Regions from separate parts of the Mus musculus genome. Here region 2 is linked to region 1. A link is a contact called in public Hi-C data. All regions are on one chromosome and are shown on one strand. Each heading gives the region's core, a stretch centred on a gene start, on an enhancer-like site or on the middle of the called end of the contact. The rest is flanking DNA. Distances are from core to core; before and after follow the strand shown.

Region 1 (3,746 bases), core at 589-3,088:
GAAATGCTAGGATCTGCATTTTAGCAAGCCGGGGAAAGGCTGGAGAAAAGAAGGGCTTAAAAATAGGAAAAGGGTCTGGAGAGATGGCTCAGGGGATAAAGTGCTTGCTGCAAATAGAAGCAGGGTAGGCATGGAGCCTGCCTGTAATGCTAACACTCAGGTGGCAGAGACCACATCCCAGGGCAAGTAGGCTAACAAGACTAGGAATTGGGGAGCTCTGGGTTCAGGGAGAGAACCTGCCTCAGTAAAAGAAAAAAAAAGTGGACACCCACTGAGAAAGACACCTGGCATCAAACCTCTTCCACATATGAGAGGTACATATACTTGTACATATATGCCCATATATGAACACACACACACCATACAAACACATACCACACACACACACACACACACACACACACACACCACATATACCACACACACACACACACACACACACACACACACACACACACACACACACACACACCACATGCACATATATTAAAAATAACAGGAAGCACCCTCTACCTGACATGGGTTCTGGCTAAGAACCCCAGGGAGGCATTTCCTCATGTAGCATGTTCTGAAGCCTCTCTTCAGGGTGGTCTCTGATTCTCATCTATACTCTATTCCACTTGTGTCAAAGTGTTAGAGGGGAAATATATATTCAAACAAAAGCCTACCTTGCCTGCTTACTTTATACTGCAGAACCAAAACCGACCAAGGTGGCTTCCAGAGGGAAAATACTAAACTGAGATATCTTATTCCACACTCAGAAGAAAGGAGTGATCCAGGCATGAGAAGAACTTTCAAGGCAGGTTACAACCTCAAAGAAGCCAATCTTCCTTCCTTCCTTCCTTCCTTCCTTCCTTCCTTCCTTCCTTCCTTCCTTCCTTCCTATCCTTCCTTTGTTCTCTCTTCTCTTCTCTTCTCTTCTCTTCTCTTCTCTTCTCTTCTCTTCTCTTCTCTTCTCTTCTCTTCTCCCCTCCCCTCCCCTCCCCTCCTCTCTTCTCCTTTTTCTCTTTCTTTCACTTTCTTTCTCTCTCTCTCTTTCTCTCTCTCTTTCTCTTTCTGTCTTTCTTTCTCTCTTTCTCTCTTTTTCTCTCTCTCTCTCTTTCTTTCTTTCTTTCTTTCTTTCTTTCTTTCTTTCTTTCTTTCTTTCTTTCTTTCTTTCTTTCAGACAAGGTTTCTCCACGTAGCCCTGGCTGTCCTGGAACTTGTTTTTTAAACCAGGCTGGCCTTGAACTCACAGAGATCTACCTACCTCTGCCTCCCAAGTGCTGGGATTAAAGTCATGCCCCACCATGCCCATCAGGAAGCCAACCTAAAGTGGTGCCCCTTGCATGATTCTGATGCTATGACATTCTAAGAAAAGACAAACAAAAGAGGTTGGTGGCTGCTAGCACGGAGGGAGGCAGGGGTGAGTAGTGGAGCACAGAGGGACCTTGGGACAATGAGGTCACACTGTGTGGTAATAATGTATGTATGTCAGTCACGTGTTCATACCCACACACGAGTGTGGGACAAAACTACAGACTGAGAATGACCATGGTGTCAATACAGGCCTGACTGTAACAAATGTGGATAGTGACAAGCCATGTGTGTTTTGCACAGAAGCTCAGAGACACTTTGCACTTTTTGCTGAGTTCTACTGTGAATCTAAAGCTGCTCCCAAAAAGAAAGTCTATATTTGAAATGTTGGGGGGGGGGATGTTAGGCGATGTTAGAATACAAGAAAAGTTTTCCCCATTGCTCTTCCTTCGAGCTTCTAGATTTGAGCTGTTTACTTTACAGACCGTGGAAGAACACTGAGCAAGGCGGATGTGGTGACCCTCACCCTCAAGCTCAGCACCCAGTGGGCAGAGGTAGTGAGTTAGAGCCAGGATAGCATGCAATGAAAAGCTGGGGTTCTATGTAAGCCAAGGCTACACATAGTGAGACACTGTCTCAAAGATAGACAGACAGATTTAAATGTCAAGTAAGCTGTCCCTAGATTAAAGCCATTTACAACTATTATCTGTGCTAATGCCATCTCATACAACCTTTTGTTGCATTTATTAAAATTATTATTAAAATTATTCTTTTAGTTCTCACAAGAGTTTATAAGAACTATTTATAAATGTGTGCTTGCACAGAAAGTCTATGCTAACACTGTGGTTTTTCAATTTTGGGTGCTGCAGGTCTGTATGAGGAGGAACTTCGAGGTATAAGGTCTGAGAACAGGGAAAGAGAGAGCCTAAACCATGAGGAACCACCTCTGTGAGGCAGGAAAGGTCAACCAGGAGCTAGAAAGCAAAAGACAGACAAGGCACTGCTCACAGGTACTCAGGTTGCCCCACTCATATCTTGGTGATGGACAGGTCACCCCTCTGGCTGAGCAAACCTAGTGGAGGAACCTATTGCAACCAGAATGCAGCTGGGTATGCAGTGTGCACTTAGCATGCTCTCCATGAGGCCTGGGCTCTGTCTTCAGCCCCAAAGTGTATTGCAAGTTGGGACTTCATACAGAGCAATGACAGGAGGGAGGCAGACCCCAAGGGGTCCTGACAACAGCAGGTGGGACTCAACATTGTCATTTACTAGAGGTGACTTTGGTATCATTTTGTGTAATTTATCCTGTGCCCTTTCCCCCCAAGGTTTTTGAGACAGGATCTTATACTGTAGTCCAGGTTGGCTTGGATGGGGCTGGCTTTGAGTTTGTGGTAACTCTGTCTCTCCAGGATTGCAAATGTGAGCTACCACACCCAGCTTTCCCCTGTGCCCTTTTCTAAAGTTAATGATTCAGGAGCTGTCTGACCGAGCTGTGGGACTGGCGCTCTTCATTCTGCTCCTTCACATTTCCACTTAATGCCTGCTCTAGTCGGGTCTCATTCATTAGGCTTCATCAGAAATAAGTCTCACTAAAAAACATACTAAAATTGGGCTGCAGAGAGGGCTGCTCTCGCAGAGGACCTGGGCTCAATAGTCAGCACCCACATGGTGGCTTACAGCCGTCTATAATTCCAGATATCCAGGATCTAACACCCTCTTCTGGCCTCCGTGTCACAGGGTACATATGTGGTGCACAAACATATATGCAGACAAGATACTTAGACATATGAAAATAATAAAAAAATCTTTTTTAAGAACAGAAAATTAGTTCTACTCTTTAAAACTTTCAAAGAAAAGTGTAAGGCTAGCAATTAATTTTTAAACAAAGTGAAATAGAAGAGAAAGAAATCAGAATCCCAGAAGCAGGTGACCAACAAAATGGGAGTCAAAGGCCACATATGGGCTGGATTTATCATGCCAGTCCTGCTGCTGATGACCAATGATAAACAAAGCCAAGCATTGCTATATTTCAAAATCAAATCTTGTATTTGTGTAACCTTTCCTTCAAGTGCATCTCACTTCTATTTCTGAAGAAAATTTCATCTGTAGCCAAATTACCTGTGTCCCAGAGATTGCAGATTTCCGCTTCCCCTTCTGACAGCCAGGAAGCAGGAGAGGTAAAGGAAGGAGGTAACCTTGTCACAGGTTGCTTCGGATGCTCATAGGAGTACAACAGTGTTAGGTCCTGACAGAAACAAGAGAGGGCACAGTCACTGGAAAACAAAAACTGCACCAGAGAGGTGGGTCAGCCATTGAGAGTGTTGCTGTCTTTGAGAGGACTGGAGCTGAGTTCCAGGGTGTACACCCAGCAGCTCACAACTTCCTGCCTGTCACTCCAGCTCCAGGGGCCCTGATGCTGCTGGCCTCCAAAGGCACTTGCACTTCTGTGC
Region 2 (3,933 bases), core at 894-3,393, 83 kb after region 1:
TAGACTCATAAAAATCCTATGAATAGTGGGGCACAGAACAACGTAAAACAAAAAACAAATTACATTTGAGATTCATACATGGCGGCTCATGCTTCTAACCCCAGCACTCGGGAGGCAGAGATAGATCTCTATTAGTTTAAGGCCAGCCTGGTCTACACAGATCTAGAACAGCCAGGGCTATGTAGTGAGACCCTATCTCAATAAAGTACATATTTATCCCAGCATTTAGCCCTTAATCCCAGCACTAGGAAGGATGCAGCAAGAAAATCATGAGTTCAAGAGTGAGTGGCCCAGGCTACACAGTAGGACTGTCTCAAAAGAAAGAACAAGCTTAAGCCGGGACGTGGTGGTGCACGCCTTTAATCCCAGCACTTGGGAGGCAGAGGCAGGCAGATTTCTGAGTTCGAGGCCAGCCTGGTCTACAAAGTGAATTCCAGGACAGCTGGGGCAACACAGAAAAACACCCAAGGCATAAATATCTTGACATTCAAGGCCAACCTGGGCTACATAATGAGTTCATAGCCAACCTGAGCTATGTAGCAAGACACCCCCCCAAAAAAAAGGCCATATGTAAATATTATAAACATAAAAATTATACTCTGTACTTGTCTATATGTTTTCTATTTTTTGACTGAGCATAAAAAGATCACATCAGATCTAGAAGTTAGAGTTGAGCGCGCTTTCTCATGACTTGATTTTTCAGCTTAAAAGCTCTCCACACTTTGAGTTGTGAGCGGCATCCTTTGCCTCCCAGCTTGGTTCTGGTTCATCTGACTAAATGTGGCACCCCATAGGATCATGGGGTCCAGGCTTACGCTGCACACAATGTCAGCTGAGCTGCTTGTTCCCTTAGTGAAAGGGAATGTGTACAAAATGTGAGAAAACATTACTTTTTTAGCACATTAAAAAAAATATTAGTGCTAGAGAAATGGCTCAACAGTGAAAAGCATAGACTGCTCTTTCAGAGGACCTGAGGTCGGTCACAGACACACACAGACACAGACACACACACACACACACACACACACACACACACGTCCCTGTTTTGTTATTTTAATTCATTAGCAAAGCAGACATTTCATATTTTGGCCAGATGGCTTTTTAAGGAATCATCTTTTAAAGGTTAACCATAGAGCAACTGCCAGCTACATGATATGTGTTCAATACATGGTTTGTTTCTTGTTTTTGAAGACTGTGCTCTCCCAGACAAAAGACAACTTTGGTCGTTTAAAACAGCAGTCGACAAGAACGGCTTCTGATTGCTTCTCTTCTCGGTGCACGGGAGAAGTCATTATCAGAGATGGGAAGTTGGAGGAAAGAGCCAGAAGTATGACAGCACCGGTATTGTTGAGAGCAGATTGTGATTGTGTCGGTGTTATTGCGATGCACACTCCTGTGAGGGATTTATCGCTAGACCGGATTAGAGCTGTGTTGTTAATGTAATGAAGGATTGATTGGCCCAGAGCCCTCACCTCCCCCTGAGCCAACCTCTGAAGCACGGCTCCTGCCCTTTCAGCAGCGTCCCCAGCTCACAAATGCAATCCAGTAACAGACCCTAATCTCAAACCCCAGACAACTTTCCTAACAACACACCTCCCTATCACTTGCCAGCAGTGTCCTGTTCTCCTCAACATTCCCCCAAAAGCCCTCAAACCAGGGAGCTTTCGGGGAGTTAAAAAGGGAAATGCAGGATTGCCTGGCTCTATTGGTATTTTTCATATCTTAGTCAACTTGAATCAGAACCAGGACAGAATCCCTACAACTCTTGCTCCTGAGATTCGCTAGTTCTTCCCACTGCTCTGACTGCTTGCCTCTGGGCTGTGTGAGCGGCAGCTGATCACCTCTTGGTGTGTTTAGAGCTGTTCTTGCCCTAGACAGTCTAAGCGGTAATCGACACTGCCATGTGGTTGTAGAACCCATGAGTTGGGGTTAGGCTCCCGTTGGACAGCAGGAATCAGGCAGAACTGTGAATGCTCTACCCAAAAAAGGAAAAGAAAACTCCAAGGAACACCCTTGGCCTTAAGGGAGAAGTTCAGATGGATACTGAACTTGTATTGGAGTCTCAGCTCCTCCTTTGCCCATAGGTTTGGCTCAGATAAGTAACTTAGACATAGAGGGGTTTGTGGTTCTCTTCAAAACTGAAAGCAATTCTGTTTTCTCAGAATTGTGTGTGTGTGGCGTGGTCGATGTCCCAGCTCCAGGTTAACCAAACCTCAATAATATCCTTTCTGACTCGGGCTCCTGAAGCATTTTAAGATGTTGCCTATTTAGCCGCACAACAGCAAATGGTACAAAGGATGTATATTCTCTAGGATAATGGTTAACAAATAAGGGGAAACTGGAGTCTAGAAGAGATGCTGTAACACCCTTCTCTGACCAGTCCACATATCTTAGATTTCTGTAGGAGATAGACTTTCCCCCTCTGGTGCTGGGAACTGGATTTAGGGTCCCACACAGGTTAGGCAAGCATACTGCCACCAAGATATTTTCTAGTTATTCCCAGCCCGCCATCCCATTTTTGCTAGGTCTCATGTAGTCCAGTCTAGCCTGGAACTCATTACATAGCTGAAGATGACCTTGAACTGCTGGCCCTCCTGCCTCTTAAAGGCTAAGGGTACAGGCGTGCACCACCACACATGGTTTCTGTAGAGTTAGGAATCAAACCTAAGACTTGAGGCCTGCCAGGCAAGCACTCTACCAGCCGAGCTACATCCCCAGCCCTGAAGCATCTTATTTTGTGAGTGGAAAACAGAATGCATACTACCATCTCAGCTGTCTCAGAATTTGCTGCTAAATTCGGAATCAACTTTTACGAAGGTTATTGCAGATGATAATAAATGAAGTTCTTCTGGGATGCCCAAAAGTTATCTTTTTCGAGTTCACCGCAGGGCCCACTGATGGTCCAACTGGGCTCTGAGTGATTAGCACCTTTGGGAAAGAGCCTGCCTGGTTGCTGTTCACCTTGTTTGTTAGTCTGTAATGTATTTCAGTGTGCAGAGTTGTATTATATAAACAATAATTTTTCATTATTATAATAACATTTTCCCATAATTGCAAAAATATTTCTGACCTGAGTTTATTCTTGTCATGGCCGTGTGAGCAAGCAGAGTCTTGCTTGCCTGTGAAATATATTAATAATATATTAATTAGCTTCCCCGCACTGCCCAAACAAGGAGCAGGAAAGATTTATCTAAATCATGAGAACTGAAATGAAGCCAACACTTTATTAATTATAGTTTAAGGGACAGCCTCAGAATTTAAGTAGCACAGCAAAATTCAGACCTAACTTTTGAGAGGAGATAACAGAAAATACCACTCAATTAACAAAACACTTATTTAGCATCTAGCAGGGGAAAATTCTGGAAGGTCAAAGAGGTTGAGACATAAAATTGGCCAATTTCATTTTATGGTCATAGTTAAAAGGCAATAGAAGGCAAGGTCATAGAAGTGTTTTGATTTACTGTCAATTAACCTCAACATATCGGGTTGAGCTGTATGAAATTGATAAAAATCTGACTAATTTTTAGCGCCCCTAAAGTGGCCACTTGCTAGGATTCGACCTTATACAAAGGTACTTTTGGCATAGTATCCCAGCACCTAAAACACAATGCTCCTTTCATTTCCTTTATGTATCTTTATACCAAATGCTTCATCACTGGCTGAAGCATCCATTGTGAGAATGGCTTCTGCTAGGTGACTCCAGGTCAGGGATTTGGTTCTTGCTGTTTTATATCTCGTCCGCCCCGAGTCATTAATAGCATACACCTTGCAGTTTTAAAGTTTCTCGTTACATTAGACCCATCTCTTGATTCTACTTAAGAGTCATCAACCCCTACCACCTGCCTCCTGCGAGCCCTTCCCCGACTTTATTCTCCAGTGACACTTCTGTTGTTACTGTCACGCATAACCTTCACCTCCCTTCCCACTCACCGG

The links. Hi-C and Micro-C count contacts between places; a contact is called where the count stands out from the background.
Region 2: a contact with region 1 is called in a Hi-C map of CD8 T cells, with 5 times the contacts expected there. The contact joins two enhancer-like sites. A contact is called at or near these places in 3 of 484 Hi-C or Micro-C datasets (CD8 T cells, bone marrow-derived macrophages and nephron progenitors), 1 of 115 datasets of contacts at active chromatin or transcription factors (memory CD8 T cells) and 1 of 9 other capture datasets (embryonic stem cells).

What each region holds. Positions count from the first base shown.
Region 1 is chr15:80,505,768-80,509,513 of GRCm38.p6, forward strand. Enthd1 (ENTH domain containing 1) reads right to left here. Exons shown (of 6, transcript NM_001163189.1): 4 at 3,415-3,541. Among named protein-coding and RNA genes, the nearest start is that of Gm23220, 49 kb to the left of the region's middle. Within about 2 kb of position 1,839, at least 5 of the 459 cell types and tissues checked have an H3K27ac peak or open chromatin away from gene starts, as enhancers often do. A contact at or near this core is called in CD8 T cells, where this site is marked.
Region 2 is chr15:80,588,713-80,592,645 of GRCm38.p6, forward strand. All of the region lies in intron 1 of Grap2 (GRB2-related adaptor protein 2), which reads left to right. Among named protein-coding and RNA genes, the nearest start is that of Grap2, 18 kb to the left of the region's middle. Within about 2 kb of position 2,144, at least 21 of the 459 cell types and tissues checked have an H3K27ac peak or open chromatin away from gene starts, as enhancers often do. A contact at or near this core is called in CD8 T cells, where this site is marked.